Linked DNA regions of Ovis aries: region 1 is linked to region 2. A link is a contact called in public Hi-C data. All regions are on one chromosome and are shown on one strand. The core of a region is the stretch at or near the end of the contact, and the rest is flanking DNA. Distances in the headings are between cores, read along the strand shown. Region 1 holds the start of PHLDA1 (pleckstrin homology like domain family A member 1). Region 2 has its middle 48 kb from the start of PHLDA1.

Region 1 (2,851 bases), core at 222-2,721, 48 kb after region 2:
CCGGCGGCGCGGCCGGGGCCGGGGGCGCGCGTCCCGGACGCGGGCGGGTCGGCGGCGCTGCGGGCACCTTCCCGCCCAGCGCGCGTTCCTCAGCCTGCCCTCCCCGCCCGGCCTCTGCTGCCTGCAGCCTGTGCCCTTCTCTCCACCTCCCAGAAACCCAGGTTCATTGCTCCCTTGCCCACCCAAGAGCCGAACCCGTGAGCAGGCTTCCGGCTCTGACACCCCCAGAGCCGCTCCCCGGACCCGCGCCGACCTTACCGCGTTCGGGCCGGGTGCTGCCCTCTTCAGGCCGAGTTGGAGGTGCTGCGGAGGAGCCGGTGGCCGTGCGCCTGCGAGAGCGGCGGTGGGTGCGGGTGCGGTAGTGGGTGCGCGTGCGGGTGCGGGTGCGGGTGAGGGTGCGAATGCGGGTACGGATGAAGCGGCTGCGGCTGCGGCTTCGGCTGAGCCTGGGGTTTGGGCTGGGGCTGCGGTTTGGGTTGGGGCTGCGGCTGGGCTTGGGACTGAGGCTGCGGCTGGGCTTGGCTTTGGGGCTGAAGCGGCTGCGGCTGCGGAGGCTGTTGCTGGACCAAGTGCTGTTGCTTCTGCCGCGTGGACTTGACCGCCAGGATGGCCTGGCGATTCTTGTACTGCACCATCTGCAACGTGATCTCGGCGTTCCAGCCCTGGTCCTGCGGGCACCGAAAGTCGATCTCCTTGCCCTCAGCCATCACCACGGTGAAGTACATGTACTTGCCCTTGCGCTCCACGCAGTCCACGGTCTTCATGTTGGAAAAGTGCAATTCCTTGAGCTTGACCGGCGGCTCGAGGCTGGCCACGGCGGGGCCTCCGGGTTGGGACGGCTCGACCGAACCCTGCCCGGGCTGCTGTTGCTGCTGCTGCTGCTGCTGGTGGTGTTGCAGCTGTTTGGGTGGGATGAGCAGCAGCCCCTCCTCGGTGAGGATGCAGCACTTCTTCTTCCAGAGCTGCAGCAGCCCGTCGCTGCGCTTCTCCAACACGCCCTCCTTCAGCGCCTTGCAGCCGCTGCTCTCCAACATCCTCCCGGCATAGGGGGCGCCGCCGCTCGGCTCGGCCTCTCCGCTTCCAGCCGCCCGGGTCGGGGGCAGCAGCAGCAGCCGCGCGCCGTCCTCGCCCCAACGGCTCCCGCGGCCTCCGGGCCGGAGCGCGCAGAGGAGGCTAACGCGCAGAAAGCAGGGCGGCGGCGGCGGCGGCGGCGGCTCGGGGTCCGGGCAGCAGGGCAGCCGCGTCCTGATGCGCCACAAGGTCCCGGAGCTGCGAGCCGCCGGGGCTCCGCCGTCCTCTTGCGAGCGCTCACTGAAGGGCACTGGCCGGGCCCCCTCGCGGCGCTTTTGAATGGGCCATATCCCCCACCCCCGAGTGACACCCAGCGGAAAAGGCGGCTCCTGGCGCCCGCGCCGCGGGGGAAAGCCCAGCTTGGAGAGGCGCTCTGCCGCCGGCGCGCGCCTCATTCACTTGGGGCCTTTCCAAAGCCGGCCGGTCCACGCCCCCCGCGCCCCGCGCCCCGCCTCCCGCCGCCCACTCGCTTCCGCGCTCCTTCCCCAGGCTGGCGGCCGGGACGCGAGCCCCGGAAACTCGTCTCCTCCGCCCGGGGCCGCGGCTGAGGGCGCCCCGACTGCCGGGCGAAGAATGCCGACGCGCAGAGGGCGCCGAGAGGCCATCTCCAGCCGTCGCGCCTCTCCGCCCGGCGGGGCTCTCTGCGGAGAGCCTCGGGTGGGCACGGGACTGCCCAGGTGGGCGCAGTTGCCAGACCGCCAGGCACGCCAGGCGGACCCTCTGCGCTCCGGAACTCGCCCTGAGGACTCGCGCTGGGTTCCGAAATCTCGCAGAGCCCGCTCCAGGCCTGGGCCAGCGAGGAACTGGGGCTGAGGTTCGCACGCCGCGGAGTCCCGCGAACTGTGCCTCCCCCGGACCCCACGTAGACATCTTAGTGCGCAAAGGGCGAGAGGAAATGGTGTCTTTACACTCACACTCGCTTACGGCCACTACCCAGCTCTTCTTAGAGCGCGCGATTGTTAAGAGCAACCGTCTGTCCCTTTTGGAGTGGATAGAAGGGAACCCACTAGAAATGACATTTCGCCTTCCTTTTTTCGAGCCTGGAGCGCAAGCACTCCTTATCTTACGTGACACAAGCCCTTAGGCTTCCTCTTGACCCATCCGTACAGCCTGCAGTCTCTTACAAGAGTAACTGCAAATTGCGGTAACATCCGGTTCTGAGATTCCGCACTTTAACCTCAGAAGGGTGGGTTAACCTCCGAAGGGTGGGTTGGCCTCCGCGGACCCGTCCCTTTGCAAACGCCCAACAGGTCATATCTCTCCTAATCTCACTTATCTGTAACCCTGGGGAAGGTCATTCTGTGCTCGCCCCTAGCTCCCTCCTACTCCATTTAAGCAATTTCTATAGAAACTCTGGGAAACAAAGATTAAAGAGCATAAACCGAAACCAAACCTCTTAAGGAAATGTACTAGAGAATCCCAACTATATACCCACCCTGAAAAATATGAATTACACAAAAGAAAGAAATGAGGGATGGACAAGTCGGAGTCGGCCAGGGTACCAGGAAAGGGTGCTACTTGTGCCCAAGAAGGAAGGAGAGCTGAGTTCATCCGTAGTGTCTGTCATCTGGCTGGAACAAAGAATTCAAGGGGGAAGAAGCGACACATGAGCTTGGAGAACCCCTCAAGAGTCAAATTCTTTGTGTCACGCTTAAGAAATTCGAGGTTCATCCCAAGGTAATCGAGAACAAAGGATAACTTTTAATCACGGGAGGGTCCCGAATCTTGATGGAAGGAACGTTTCAGCACAGAAAACAATTCCAGCGCAGTCCTGACACCC
Region 2 (3,092 bases), core at 311-2,810:
GAGGTTTTAAGTCCCATTCCCGCTTACCTTTGTTTCTAGCTCAACAGAGAATGTGTCAGAACAAAGAAAGTCAAAGAATCCACGGCATGAGTTGCAACGAAGAGTGTGATGAAGTATTTGAAATGGCACGATTGTTCTGCAAGAAGGAAGCAAAGGGCAGGGGGTAGTCCAGGACAAAGTAACTGGGTATTTTTCATGTCCAAGTTCTGCATATTTTAGAACTTTCTGGGCTATTTCCCAGGGAAATTAAAGAGGAAATCTCCTATTTCCCATCACAAAATCATTTAACTCTACTTTCTTCCCAGGTGGCCCCAGTGGTAGAGGACCTGCCTGCCAGTGCAAGAGATGTTAGGAGACACGGGTCCAATCCCTGGGGTGGGAAGCACCCCTGGAGGAGGGCATGGGAGCCCACTCCAGTATCCCTGCCTGGAGAGTCCCACGGACAAAGGTGCCTGGAGGGCACCTGCCCATGGGGTCGCAAAGAGCCACAACCGAAGCATCGAACCACACGGGCAGGCAGTTCAGAAAACCCAGAATGTGGGAGAACGGCCACGGGAAGGTTCACGCTTGCTTCATCTCTCCACTGTCATTATTTTCAACATGTGCATACCAGAATGTTGCTACTTCACGACACAGAAAACACAGATCAGCAGGTCTTGGGGGTTTGCGGGGAAGGAAGAGAACAGGGTGTATACGCTGTATACACTCCAGCCTGTGGTCACTACTTACAACAAAGGCACGACACAGTGCCGCCGGCAGAAGATAGACGTGATACTGCTTTAGAAAATAATAACCTTACAAAACAGGTGGTCAGGAAAGCCAGGAAGTGACTATCACCAAAGCCAGGCTAGAGGTGACTTCTAGAAGGGAAGGAGGGAGTGTGGTCTGGAAGGCAAACAAAGGAGGGGCTTCGGGGCTGGCCCTGTTCCCTTCCTTGATTGAGGGGTGTTCACTTTGTAATTATTGATTATACTGCGTTTCTGTTTTCTGTTTATATACTCTATTTCATAATTTTCAGAAGGTTAAAGAAAGAAAATATAACCCGCCCTTCACTGAGGAAAAGACACCTTACTGCAGAGTAGGCTTTTAAACATCGTCCTCTGTTGAGGTCTATGTTCTTGCCATAGATTGTTATTCTGGAAGAAAGAGAGGAGGGAGGGTTTTTGAGGCAGCATAGGAGACTGCGGTTAATGCTCCAGTATAGACGGCATACCAGAGATTCTTTAAATACTGGAGTATGTTTGGGGTATGTTTTTTTAAGAGAGTAACTATTCTAAAGTCAGAAATCACTTGGAATTCACAAGACGCCAGAAAGTTCTCCATGGAGTAGGCAGTGTTCACAAAATCAGTCATCAGACACAAAGACAGGGGCTACAAACAGGGTTATGAACTCATCAGAATAAATACAAAGTTTTAAGATGATATTAAGAACTCAGTTCTTCTAGTTCAGGGCATAGCGGAGCCTCGGGGCCTCTATGTGAAGAAAATCCCTCCTGTGTTTGGCATCTGAGTGACTCACCCAGAAAACCATACGCTGCGTGTAGCAAAAAGGAAATGAATCATGGAAGTTTCTGACCTTTGCCCTTGTCATCCCAGTAAAGGGAAACCACCCACAGACAGTCTCAACAGAGCTGGAGACAGGGCAGTCACACGGGGCACAAATAATGATGTAAATCCACTGGCAGAGGACGGTGAGACAACCAGGTCTGGATAGTGCAGCTCAGGAGCTGAGAGTACGGATAAGCACTCATTTCCTGCTACAAGGAACCTGGCAGTTGATATATTGAAAATGGATAACCAACCACGGCATGGAATGGCGAACTCTGCTCAGTGTTATGTGGCAGCCTGGATGGGAGGGGTTTGGGGGAAATGGATACATGTGTGTATATGGCTGAGTCACCATTGCTAATCAGCTATGCTCCAATATATTAAATAAAAAATTTAAAAAAATAGCAGTTGAACTGGCATTGAAGACACTTAGGCAGGATCCACTGGCCTCTGCTGACAACAGTTATCGGGACCCCTCCCACCAGTTGCTGGGGTGGGGTAGGAGGGGTAGAATAGAGGAGAGCAATGATCTGGATGCCCCTTAGATCTCCATCGTAAGTTTGACATTCGGAGAATTTGCTTTACTTGCTTAGAAGTAGGCCAAACTCATGTGAGGATGACAGTTGCAATGAGTTTGACAGAATCATTTACGATGAAGAAGGTGGGAGCCCAGTGTCTGCATTCAGAAAGGCAGAGAGTTTATAATAACTGGCAGAGAAGTCTTAACACAATCTAAAGAATGATCTACAGCCCTAGTCCAATACATCAGGTGGTGATTTCATTCTTCAGCCTACTCAGGATGCCTTCAAAATGTTAATTAAAGAGCTAAATAGAGTTCATCCAAAAACATGAACAAAGTAGGAAAAAAAAGATGCCCACAAAAGGAAAAAAAAAATCCCTCTAAGGGACCAGACAGAAAGCGTCTAATGGCCTACATTACTGATCAAAAGTGCATTCAAGGACTATACTTGGAAGCGAGATTGCTCTCAGCCTCTCCAGTAACCCACCAAAAGCAAGGAAATAGGTGAGCTGTAAAGTTCAAAGTCCTCAGTTCCCTGCTGAGCTGTAAAGTTCAAAGTCCCCATTTCCCTCCACCCCAGGTGAGCTTTCTAGTGTAATTTTTCTCGTAAGGGTCTAAGAAAGGCAGTACAGCTTCTATACACCTTATCACAAGAGAATATACCATCCCTCCCAAAAGCATCACCCAAGCTTTTACCCCCAGGATGCACTCAGCTACAAAACCTTGCCCTGGCTGGTTAGGAGAGTGGGAATTAGGCACTCTTAGGCCACACAGCTTAAAGCAGAACTCTGACCTGAGCTTGGTGACTCAGGTTGATGGAGGACATTGGATACCAAATATGGTCCAGTCACGGGTCACGAATGCAGATCGGAGCCGACCTTAGAGCCTTTCCTCTCCTTTCCACCTCCCGCGTACCCCGACTCTGGCCACTGTGGCATTCCCACCCACTCCAGCAGAAATCAGCTTCTTTAGAGAAAGGAGATTAGTCACTACCAGGTAGACAGGATTTCTTGGACCGCGCCCT

The links. Hi-C and Micro-C count contacts between places; a contact is called where the count stands out from the background.
Region 1: a contact with region 2 is called in a Hi-C map of liver, with 3 times the contacts expected there. The contact joins the promoter of PHLDA1 here to the enhancer-like site in region 2. A contact is called at or near these places in 4 of 16 Hi-C or Micro-C datasets (liver, skin fibroblasts and tail adipose tissue).

The regions. Positions count from the first base shown.
Region 1 is chr3:112,065,927-112,068,777 of ARS-UI_Ramb_v3.0, forward strand. It overlaps PHLDA1 (pleckstrin homology like domain family A member 1), which reads right to left and starts at 1,472. Exons shown (of 2, transcript XM_012173944.4): 1 at 259-1,472. The coding sequence starts at 1,466. The coding sequence ends at 285.
Region 2 is chr3:112,017,896-112,020,987 of ARS-UI_Ramb_v3.0, forward strand. No RefSeq gene overlaps it. Among named protein-coding and RNA genes, the nearest start is that of PHLDA1, 48 kb to the right of the region's middle. Within about 2 kb of position 1,561, at least 18 of the 54 cell types and tissues checked have an H3K27ac peak or open chromatin away from gene starts, as enhancers often do. A contact at or near this core is called in liver and tail adipose tissue, where this site is marked.